Linked DNA regions of Sus scrofa: region 1 is linked to region 2. A link is a contact called in public HiChIP or PLAC-seq data. All regions are on one chromosome and are shown on one strand. Each heading gives the region's core, a stretch centred on a gene start, on an enhancer-like site or on the middle of the called end of the contact. The rest is flanking DNA. Distances are from core to core; before and after follow the strand shown.

Region 1 (5,087 bases), core at 228-2,727, 110 kb after region 2:
GACAATGTATTATACTATGCCCTTTGTAATTAAGTAACCCGAGATAATGTGTTAAAGTTTAGTGGAGTTTTGAATCCCTGAGCTAATTAAAGAGAGCTGTTAAGACCATAAGGTTTTTAAAAAATTTGTTACTATTATTCCTGGAGTTTCCAGGCATTATATAGTGATGATCTGCACTATCGGTTATTAATTTCCAATCTTGTAGAATGGCTCAGAATGAAATAACTAAAAACAAGTACAATTCAATCCAAAGGCTGGAGCCAGGGCAGAAAGATCACGAATTTTTGTCTGGCTCCAGGTTGTGTCCGGTCCACACAATGTGGGGGCACTGAGAGGCGTGTGGGTAATGATGGAAACGTTACTTCAGCAAGTGAAATCTGGTTATAGGTGCAAAACGGCCCAGGGCAGAGAAGAGACAGAGGCAGATAGTCCACTCGGCCAAGTGTGCTGCAATATCCAGGCTGAGGTGATCAGAGTAGGGCTGGAAAGAGAATGGTAAGAAAATGGTAGTGCCTGTAGCCAACACTGGACGATGACCAGACCCAGTGGAGCTGCATGAGAGAGGAAGAGAACTTAAAGTACGGCTTCGTGTTTTCCAGAGACCCAAAGTTTTCCGTGGAGGCCCCTCGACTCTTCTTCCATGCTTAGAGCGGACGCCCTGGGACCAGCAGGGAAGCTCAAGGCTCAAGCTGGTCAGGCCAGCATAAGGCGCACAGGAAGTAGCACCGGCCAGGTGCGTCCTTCAAAACCCCACTGTCCCCTTCCCTGCGCCTCGGCACTCGAGCTACCCCTTGGATTCTGTGCAACCTCTCTCCCCACCCTCCGGGTGCCCTGTTCCCCACCCCCCTCTTCCGCCAGCGGCCGGCACCGCCCTCTGTCCCTCCCCTCCCCCTCCCCCGTGGGGCGCTGACTCGCCCGGCTGCCACGTCTCACTGATGACATCACCAGGGCCTCTTGGCCTTAGCCAATCCGCTAGGGGGAGTCCGAGCGAAGTCCTAGCCAGCGAGTCAGCGGGGAGGGGAGAAGGGAGGGGCGGAGCGGGGGGAGTAAGATAGGGGGGCATGGGGCGGGCGACAACCCCTCAAATACGCATGCCCCAGAGGCGCGGGGCTTGGCGGGAAGCTGAGTCCGGATCGCGACACCGCATTGTCGTTCCCCAGCGCCTGCTGCCGAGCTTGCAACTCTCTTTCCCGGCATGCCACGCGGTGCGGCCGCCCTTTGGGCTGTGTAAAGGCCCCTCGGTCTAAGGCTTTCCTATTTCCTGGTTCGCCGGCGGCCATTTTGGGTGGAAGCGACAGCTGAGTGGTGGCTGCTGCTGATTGTGTTCTAAGGGGACGGAGTGGGGGGAAGACGTTTGCTCTCCCGGAACAGCCTATCTCATTCCTCTCCTTCGACTACCCGTGGCGCGGAGAGTCAGGGCGGCGGCTGCAGCAGCAAGGGCGGCGGTGGTGGCGGCGGCGGCAGCAGCTGCAGTGACATGTCCAGCATGAATCCCGAATAGTGAGTGCAGGAGAGCACCGGTTGGCTGTGTCCGTGGGCCAGCTCGGGAAAGCTTAGGGGGGGCGAGGAGAGTGAGGGCCTTGGCCAGGATGAGGGGAAGGTGATGGGGCAGGACAGGTTAGCGGCGGGGAGTCGGGCCCCATTGTTTGACGGAGGAGGGGCGGTCGGGGGGAGGGGTCGGGCCGGAGGGGTAAGCGGCCCTGGCCTGGACCCAGTCTGGTTGGAGGGCCTGAGTGCCAGGTCGGTGCGGAGGAACAGTCTGTTAAGGGGGTTGGGGCGTTGGGGAGTTGGTGGTGGGTTGGGAAGGGGTAGCTTCTTTTGGAAGCAGTGGTTTGTGAAGGAGGACTTGTTTTTGAGGGGAGGAGATGGGTGGGAGAACTCTCCTAGAGGGCACTGTCAGACCCTGCGCCCGCATCCTGCGGAGCTGTCAGAACCGTCGGGGTGGAAACCAGCTTTACTTGTAAATCTTGAGCTTGTTGGCTCTCACTTCTACCTTCCCCGTCAGGTTGCAGGTAATATGGATGCTTTTCAGGACTGCGTGGGATTGAGGGGAATGAGTAGATGGTGAAAATCGATATAAAATTTTTAGTTCTTTTTTAGTTATTTCTTGGAGTTCTTTACCAACTCCTCGGGTCATTGCCTTCCTAAAAACCTGGCATTTGTGAGAAATTTTTTTAGAGGACACTGAAGTCATTTTGTCTTGTATAGGTCAAGAGAAAAACAGAACAGGAGCACTAAAACCTAGGGATATCTTTGGTTGGTACCAAATTAAAGGGAATTTTAATTTTCTGCCAAGTTGAAAGGGAAACGAATGGGCCCTATGATCTGTAGGTTTTGGATTACCTACTTGAATGCTTGCAAATAGGGAATGAGGTTCCATGACATGTCATGAAAAGTTAATGCATTTCTTTTTCTTGCTTACTCAAAAAGTCGCCACAGCAGATGTGACACACCTGGCACCTTTTCTGGGAACTGGTGTGTTCACTTTCCTTGGGAAGACTTTATTGGGCTCTCATTAATGGCCCTAAAAAAAAAACCTTCTACATTTTGCATATGTACATTAATGAATAATTGGGGGAGATTTGTTATTCCTCTTCAGTGTCAGAGGGCTTTGGGGGAGGGGAGAATTATTTTAAAGCAAAACCCAGTATTTGTCCTAAATGTTGAGTTTATTTTCTTCTTCGGTCAATTACTGCTAAACTTTTCCCCTAAAAAGGTCCACCCATCAGTTTAGCTGACTGTCATGTGTGTGTCACATGGCTCTTGCAAAATGCATTCTGACTTCAAGTTTTGTAATACTGTGGTTTGATGCTGAAATATCCCTTTTTTTGTACTAAACAGAAGCCATAGTAATTTATTAAAACTTTGTATACTTTAAGACGTTGAGGATAGTGTTCTGATAGTGTCATATTTGCTCTGTCGGCACTTTCCTATTAAGGGCTCCAAGGAGAAAGTTGGTTTTGCATAGTTGGGCAGAGTTGAACTTGAGGTTCCTAACTAGTTTTCCTGGCAACAATAAAGTACATGGATTTTCCATTTTATGGAAGTTCGTCTTCTATTCAGGAAGTTTCTTGTATTTGCTACTTATGTTTAGTACTGTAAATAGGTTTTGAGGATTAACTGAACAGAACCCTGACAAATGATTTAGACTGTGAATCATTCTGTTTCCCCTTTTGTAAAATAGGACAATAGTGATTATTTCTATCAGGGTAGCTGTGAGGCTCAAGTATGTGTAAAAGAATTTGGTAAATTGTAACAGCACTCTGGGTGATATACATCATTATCATGTAAGGCATTCCCGTGGTGCCAGTATTTAGGAATGTAATCCTTATCCTCAAGGAATTTATAATGGAATATAAAAGATAGATTTTATATATGTTAAATACCAGAAGAAATGGCAAGTTCCAGATGTGTGGCATGGGTTGGAACAACAAGATTTTAAAGAATAGTGTAGGGTTATGTTTGGCTAGTAGGGTTCAGGAAGACTTTATAGAAAACAAACCAGTAAAGGAATTATTAGCAATAGATTTGGAGAAGCAGGAGGGAATAAGGAGGATTGTTCAAGGGGGAAGAAGAAAGAACGATGGTTAAATAGCAAGAATAGTTATTCTTAAGTAAATACGGTGCTAAACCATTCTTTCTTTAGAGGACTCTAGATTAATGGCCGCAACAGAATCAAACCCAGAAATTTTTATATTTTTATGGCATTGAGGATGCCAGTACGTGGGCTACTGTATTTATATTCTAGACAGTTTCTAGTAAAATCACTTAAGAGTTTGGGAAAACCTTTGAAAAAGCACTAGTGGCAGGGTGAGAGGAGGTGGTGTTTTATTATGCAAGGTCACAAGAGCAACTAGCAAGTAGATTTTTAGCAATCTGACTCAAGTGGTTTCTTCTTTTTGTCTTTAATATAATACAGAGTTTGTTACCGTCGTAAAAGTAATTAGAGAAAAATTGCAAAATAGAGAAAAAGAAATTCTTAGAGTTTAATCACCCAAATACAAGTCCATTTGCTTTTAAGCCTTGTGCTAAACTTTAAAATCATGTTTTTTTCTTAAGTTAAAACTTTTAATGGATGAGTGCCTTTCATGATTCCACAATGTTATCCTAATAGCTAATATTTATGGCTATTTATGGCATATCGGGTACAGTATAGTACATTATAATGTATGCTATAGCATGCACTTTATATATATGCAAATATGAAAGAATAGTATACCAGGTAATAATGTTTAAAGGTGCAACCTAAATATTCTTTGTTTTGGTTCATCATCTATTTATTTATCCTTTTAGAAACTTTTAAAATCTGCTTTATGAGTGCTGTTCAATTTGGTAATGAAAATGAGTTCTTGATAAAAGAAAAAGTTTAGTTTTCTTAGTATGAACAGGATTTTAGATGTATATAGGTATGAAATATATTACCTCTTGGTAGTTTTATTTCTGAATGCTTTTATGTTATGATCTTTAAGTTGTAATCTTTGGTTTAGTAGTAAGGAGAATAAGAAATACATCAATTAGTGATTAAATTTTAAGCTTTCTCTGACTACTTTCCATGTTATTTGGCTGATTTGGGAGAAATGGTGACCCTTCGTTATTTTTATAGTAGAAATTAAGGTAATGACTGACTCATTTGAACTTCAGGTACTACAAACAAAAACAGAATACAACTGGATGTGGAATCTGAAGTGGTAGGAAAAAAATAGATAAAAAGGATCAGGACTTTTTTTTTTCCCCTGGAGATTTGAAGAAAGATTTTGATTTTTCTGAGTGAGGTGGCAAAGCAGGCAGTGATTATTGTGGCACCCTGGTTAAAAAATATTTAACATGATTCTCATACCAGAGACATTTTTCCTAATCCATTAGCTTCTAGTGGATTTTTTTTTTAGTGTCAAGAAAATCATTTTGGCTGCTTCATCTGTGAGGAATGTGTTGAGAATAAAGTATGTGTATCTATCATGAATATACCAGTTAACTACAGTAAGAAGAATATATGTAGTGGTCTACTTGGATAAAATAGTTTAATGCAGAAAAATTTCATTAAAAAAATTAACCTTGGGAGTTCCCATCATGGTGCAGTGGAAACAAAT
Region 2 (4,572 bases), core at 1,799-4,298:
AAGAAATATAGAATCTTAAGTGGTTCCTAATCCTCTAAAATTTCACATACTACACAGAAATATCACATACTACATCAGAGCTGTTTCTTCATTTGAAGTCAACCATGTCTACAGAAAATCTGGATAAAATTTTAAAGTAACTAGAAACATAACACCAAATACATGAGTTTTTTTGTTTGAATTAACTACATTTTTTCCTATTTATGTCATAGTAACTGATCTTTCATCTTAAGGAACAAGATTCTTAAACTATGGATTAGACATAAGACTAATCAATAATAGAGTTCTAACACGGATAAACTAATGAAATAGGAACATAAAAAAGAGCTCATGATTAACATTCCCATTGCTAACAAATATTATGGAAAAAAACCTCATATACACTACAAAAATCAGGTTCACTGCCCTTCAAAGAGGAGGTGTCCATTCAAATATATCCATGTTCAATTTCTTTTTTTTTTTTTTTTGCTATTTCTTGGGCCACTCCCTCGGCATATGGAGGTTCTCAGGCTAGGAGTCAAATCGGAACTGTAGCCACCGGCCTACGCCAGAGCCACAGCAACACGGGATCCGAGCCGTGTCTGCAACCTACACCACAGCTCAAGGCAACGCCGGATCGTTAACCCACTGAGCAAGGGCAGGGACCGAACCCGCAACGTCATGGTTCCTAGTCGGGTTCGTTAACCACTGCGCCACGACGGGAACTCCTCCATGTTCAATTTCTAAAGAGAAAAGCTGACATATTAACAAGACAAAATATTTTAAACTCAGTTTTTGAAGATTTACATTTATTTACTTATTGCCACATATGCTACATGTCGAAGTTCCCAGGCCAGGGACTGAAACCTTGCCAAAGCCATGACCCAAACCACAGCAGTGACAATGCAGGATCCTTAACCCACTGTGCCACCAGGGAAGTCCCAATTTACATTTATTTAGAGGTCAATCTGAGACTACAATGGGCACCAGGCTAATATTTTTTAAATATTGCACCTTTAACTGAATTTGAACTGTAAAAGTAATACCTGCTTCTAGTTAATTTCATTTAAAGGTAGCAATATATGTTTTGTTAAAAAAAACAAGGACAGGAGTTCCCGTCGTGACTCAGTGGTTGGCGAATCCAACTGTGAACCATGAGGTTTCGGGTTCAATCCCTGGCCTTGCTCAGTGGGCTGGGGATCCAGTGTTGCCGTGAGCTGTGGTGCAGGAAGCAGACGCGGCTCGGATCCCGCCTTGCAGTGGCTCTGGCGTAGGCCAGCGGCTACAGCTCCGATTAAATCCTTAGCCTGAGAACCTCCATGTGCCTCGGGGAGTGGCCCTTAAAATGGCAAACCAAAAAAAAGACAAAAAAAAAAAAAAAACAACCACCAAGAACATTTTTCCAATAATTCAGAAGTCATGAAGTCCTTCCCACCTTACCTCACTCTCATTCCTAGTCTCCACAGGTAACTGCTATGAACATACATTTCTTATGAATCCCTTCAAAATTTCACATACACATACACATTTGTGGACACATAAATATTTTAATAAAGAGCACATAAATGGAATTGTGGTAAATTTTTTTTTTTTTTTTTTAAGGGCTGCCCCTGCAGCATATGGAAGCTCCCAGGTTAGGGGTTGAATTAAGAGTTCTGGCTGCCCCTCTACACCACAGCAATGCTGGATCCAAGGCGAGTGTACGACCTACTCTGCAGCTCATGGCAACACGGGATCCATAACCCACTGAGCAAGGCCAAGGATCAAACCCACATCCTCATAGATACTAGTCAGGTTTGTTACTTCTGGGCCAGGACGGGAAGTCTCTCTTATCTGTTTTTTAACTCAGTTCAGATAAAGTTGGTATAATTATTGCTTGTAAAAGACTGTAACAAATTCAATCAAGGTCAGTATTACTGAAGTGAATATCAGCTCTTCTTTCCCCTCAACAATCCAGTTTCCAAACTGCTTTAAAGTTGAAATAAAATCGATTTTAACTCACAATGTTACATTTATCGAAGGAAGGGGATAAGAGTCACAAAACATTGCAACTCCAAAATGATTAGAAATTTTTGTAATGTAGTGATCACTACAGAACTCATCTAAAATAAGTGACATTTTTGTCTTCTAATTTGCTAGTTTTGCTGCCCAAATACAATTTTTTAAATAAGGAAGAGGGCGATTGAATGAGACAACTTTCAAATTACTTGTCAGTGTTCCTCTCAGATTTTTACAATGATTTTCCTTTTAGAATCTTAAATACTAACATTATCTCATCCTTCAAGTAAGGAAAGAGAGGAGGAGGGGTACCCAAACTGATTAACTTCCCCTAAGGTTAGTGGAATTAATACTCGGGACTTCAGGGGTTTAAGATCATCCACTGAAACATGCTGGTCTCTGCGATGCTGCACCTGGGCCAAATTTCCAGCATGCAGAACAAAAAGTAAATGATTCGCTGCCGAACTGGCTTCCCCTACCCTCAGAAATCAAAATCCAAAAACCCAAAAGCTTCAAACACTACCAAAGGACTAGGGTTCATTGCATGACAGCACTTCCCTTTTTTCTTTAAACTCGTTTCCTGCCTCCCGTTCCGTATCTTCAACTACACAGGAAGAGGAAGGCCTCTTGGTCGTTCTCCTTTTTACATACCGGCGACCCTGGGGACAGGAGCCCTTCTGCAGCACACAAACCCAGCCTTTTACCCCCTCCGGCCCTTCAGCCAAATCGCCGCGGCTCAAGCGCAGAGCCGACCCCGGTGGGGCGGCAGGTGGGAACCCCATCCATCCCCCGCCAGCCTGGCCAGCCGTCTCGACCCCGAGATGCTGGAGTGGTGGGCTCGGGGACCCAAAGGGCCCCGCCCGCTCGCGCCCCACACCGCGGAGGCAGGAAGTGCTGTCCCGCGCCCCTGGGCTCCGGCTGCCGGGGGCCCAAAGGTGCCGCCCCCGGCGCCAAGGGCCCGCGAGCCGCCAGCACATCCCCGCCTGGGCCTGTGGCCGCCGTACCCTCCCCGCCGAGCGCTTACCCCAGTGCCGTTGTCACACACCACCACCTTCCTGCCCTGGCTGTCCATCGTCCACCGGAAAGAGCGCCTAAGCCGCCGCCGCCGCTGAACAACCTACAGCCGCCTCCGTCCGCCGGGTTCCTCTTCCTCCTCCGCCCTCTTCCCGGCCCCTCCTTCGTCCCAACTTTCTTCCCCCAACCGGAAGTGGCCGCCCGGCCCCGCCCGCCACCTAACAGACTGCCTGTGCGGAAGAGGTGGGGATGGGAGGGAGGAGGCAGATACTGGCAATGGCGAGCTCCAATAAGAAACAAAGAAGCCCGAGGCCCCGCCCACGTCGCCGGCTCCTCCTCTGGCTCCAGCTCCACCTTCACGGTCGCCGCCCGACCAGGTTCTTCCTGTCCTCGTCTTGTTACCGGCGCCTCCCGGGGCCGTAATGGTACCCCCAGGCTTCGCATGAGTTAAGGGCGCCGCTTACCCGGCTGCAGAAGGAGCAGGCAGACGAAGGACACCGGGTCCGTCGAGGGACGGCAGCGGGTTGTGATAGAGAAGCTTGCCAGGAGGGCGGGAGGCGGGAGTAAACCTAGACATTTTTGCTAACCCACCTTTGAACAAGGCTTGGTGTGTCATTGCTTTCTAGACCTTTTCAGTGGACAGAGCCGGGGTGGGTATACACACGTGAAATCATGCATTTATGCCAATTCCAACTCAACTCATATTTGCTCGATTCGCCTTTAGTAAAATGAGCGAAAGTGAGCCTCATCGATCACCACTTCCCTCCCAACAGCACCATGTTGCTTCGTACCTCTTCTGTGTCTGTACGTCTTTGAACCCAGAGTTTCTGTTTTGACATCAGACAATCCCATTTTCAAATATGGCCCTGCCACTCAAGAATTATGTGATCTGGGCATAGCCTTGTAAATGCATGGGGATAATAACATTTACTTCCATCAGTTGTGGAGATAAAATTCTGAGCAGAGAGTAAGCGTGTTCTACACTCTTAAACGTGAAGTTCTCTCTGTAGTGTCCCTACTTATTTCTTTTTAATCCATCAGAGGACTTCTCATGCTCTCAAACTCAGTAGTCACATCTTTGAAGACTTTACAGATAATCTTTGAGATGTTCTTTACTCTTTGCTGTTATTTTTCCAAGAATGTATTTATTGGACAAACGACATTACAATTCATCTAGAAAAAAGTCATCATTTTTGAGAGGTGAGGACTAGAATTGTGCCTTTCCTCCCTGTAAAGATATAATAAGACTAAAACTTGGATCATGAATCCCCAGTTCAGTATTATACTACTAGACTGCCTTTCAGTTTCACTTTGTTCTTTTATTAGCTAGTGGTTTTCAAAACTTACAAAGGCATAGAATGTTTCATTCAAATTTAATCTTATATGGAAACCCAACATATAAAAATAGATCAGAATAAAGCTATCACAGTTGTTGGAAGTTTGAGAAGTTAAGATGGGTAGGAGGGGAATATGTGTCACTGCTTCTGTTTCAGTAGTCTTGGAGGTACTGGAGAGTGCTGAACAGTGCATTCCTTCGTAAGTTATACATTTTACTTCTTTGGGCCTAGCACTGTGCAGTTT

The links. HiChIP or PLAC-seq counts read pairs in DNA pulled down with a chosen protein or histone mark.
Region 1: a contact with region 2 is called in an H3K27ac HiChIP or PLAC-seq map of alveolar macrophages. The contact joins the promoter of RAB1A here to the promoter of ACTR2 in region 2. A contact is called at or near these places in 4 of 47 Hi-C or Micro-C datasets (adipocytes, blood and heart right ventricle) and 2 of 2 datasets of contacts at active chromatin or transcription factors (alveolar macrophages and skeletal muscle).

What each region holds. Positions count from the first base shown.
Region 1 is chr3:76,836,196-76,841,282 of Sscrofa11.1, forward strand. RAB1A (RAB1A, member RAS oncogene family) reads left to right here and starts at 1,478. Exons shown (of 6, transcript NM_001031787.1): 1 at 1,478-1,500. The coding sequence starts at 1,478.
Region 2 is chr3:76,726,049-76,730,620 of Sscrofa11.1, forward strand. It overlaps ACTR2 (ARP2 actin related protein 2 homolog), which reads right to left and starts at 3,049. Exons shown (of 9, transcript NM_001134354.1): 1 at 3,002-3,049. The coding sequence starts at 3,049.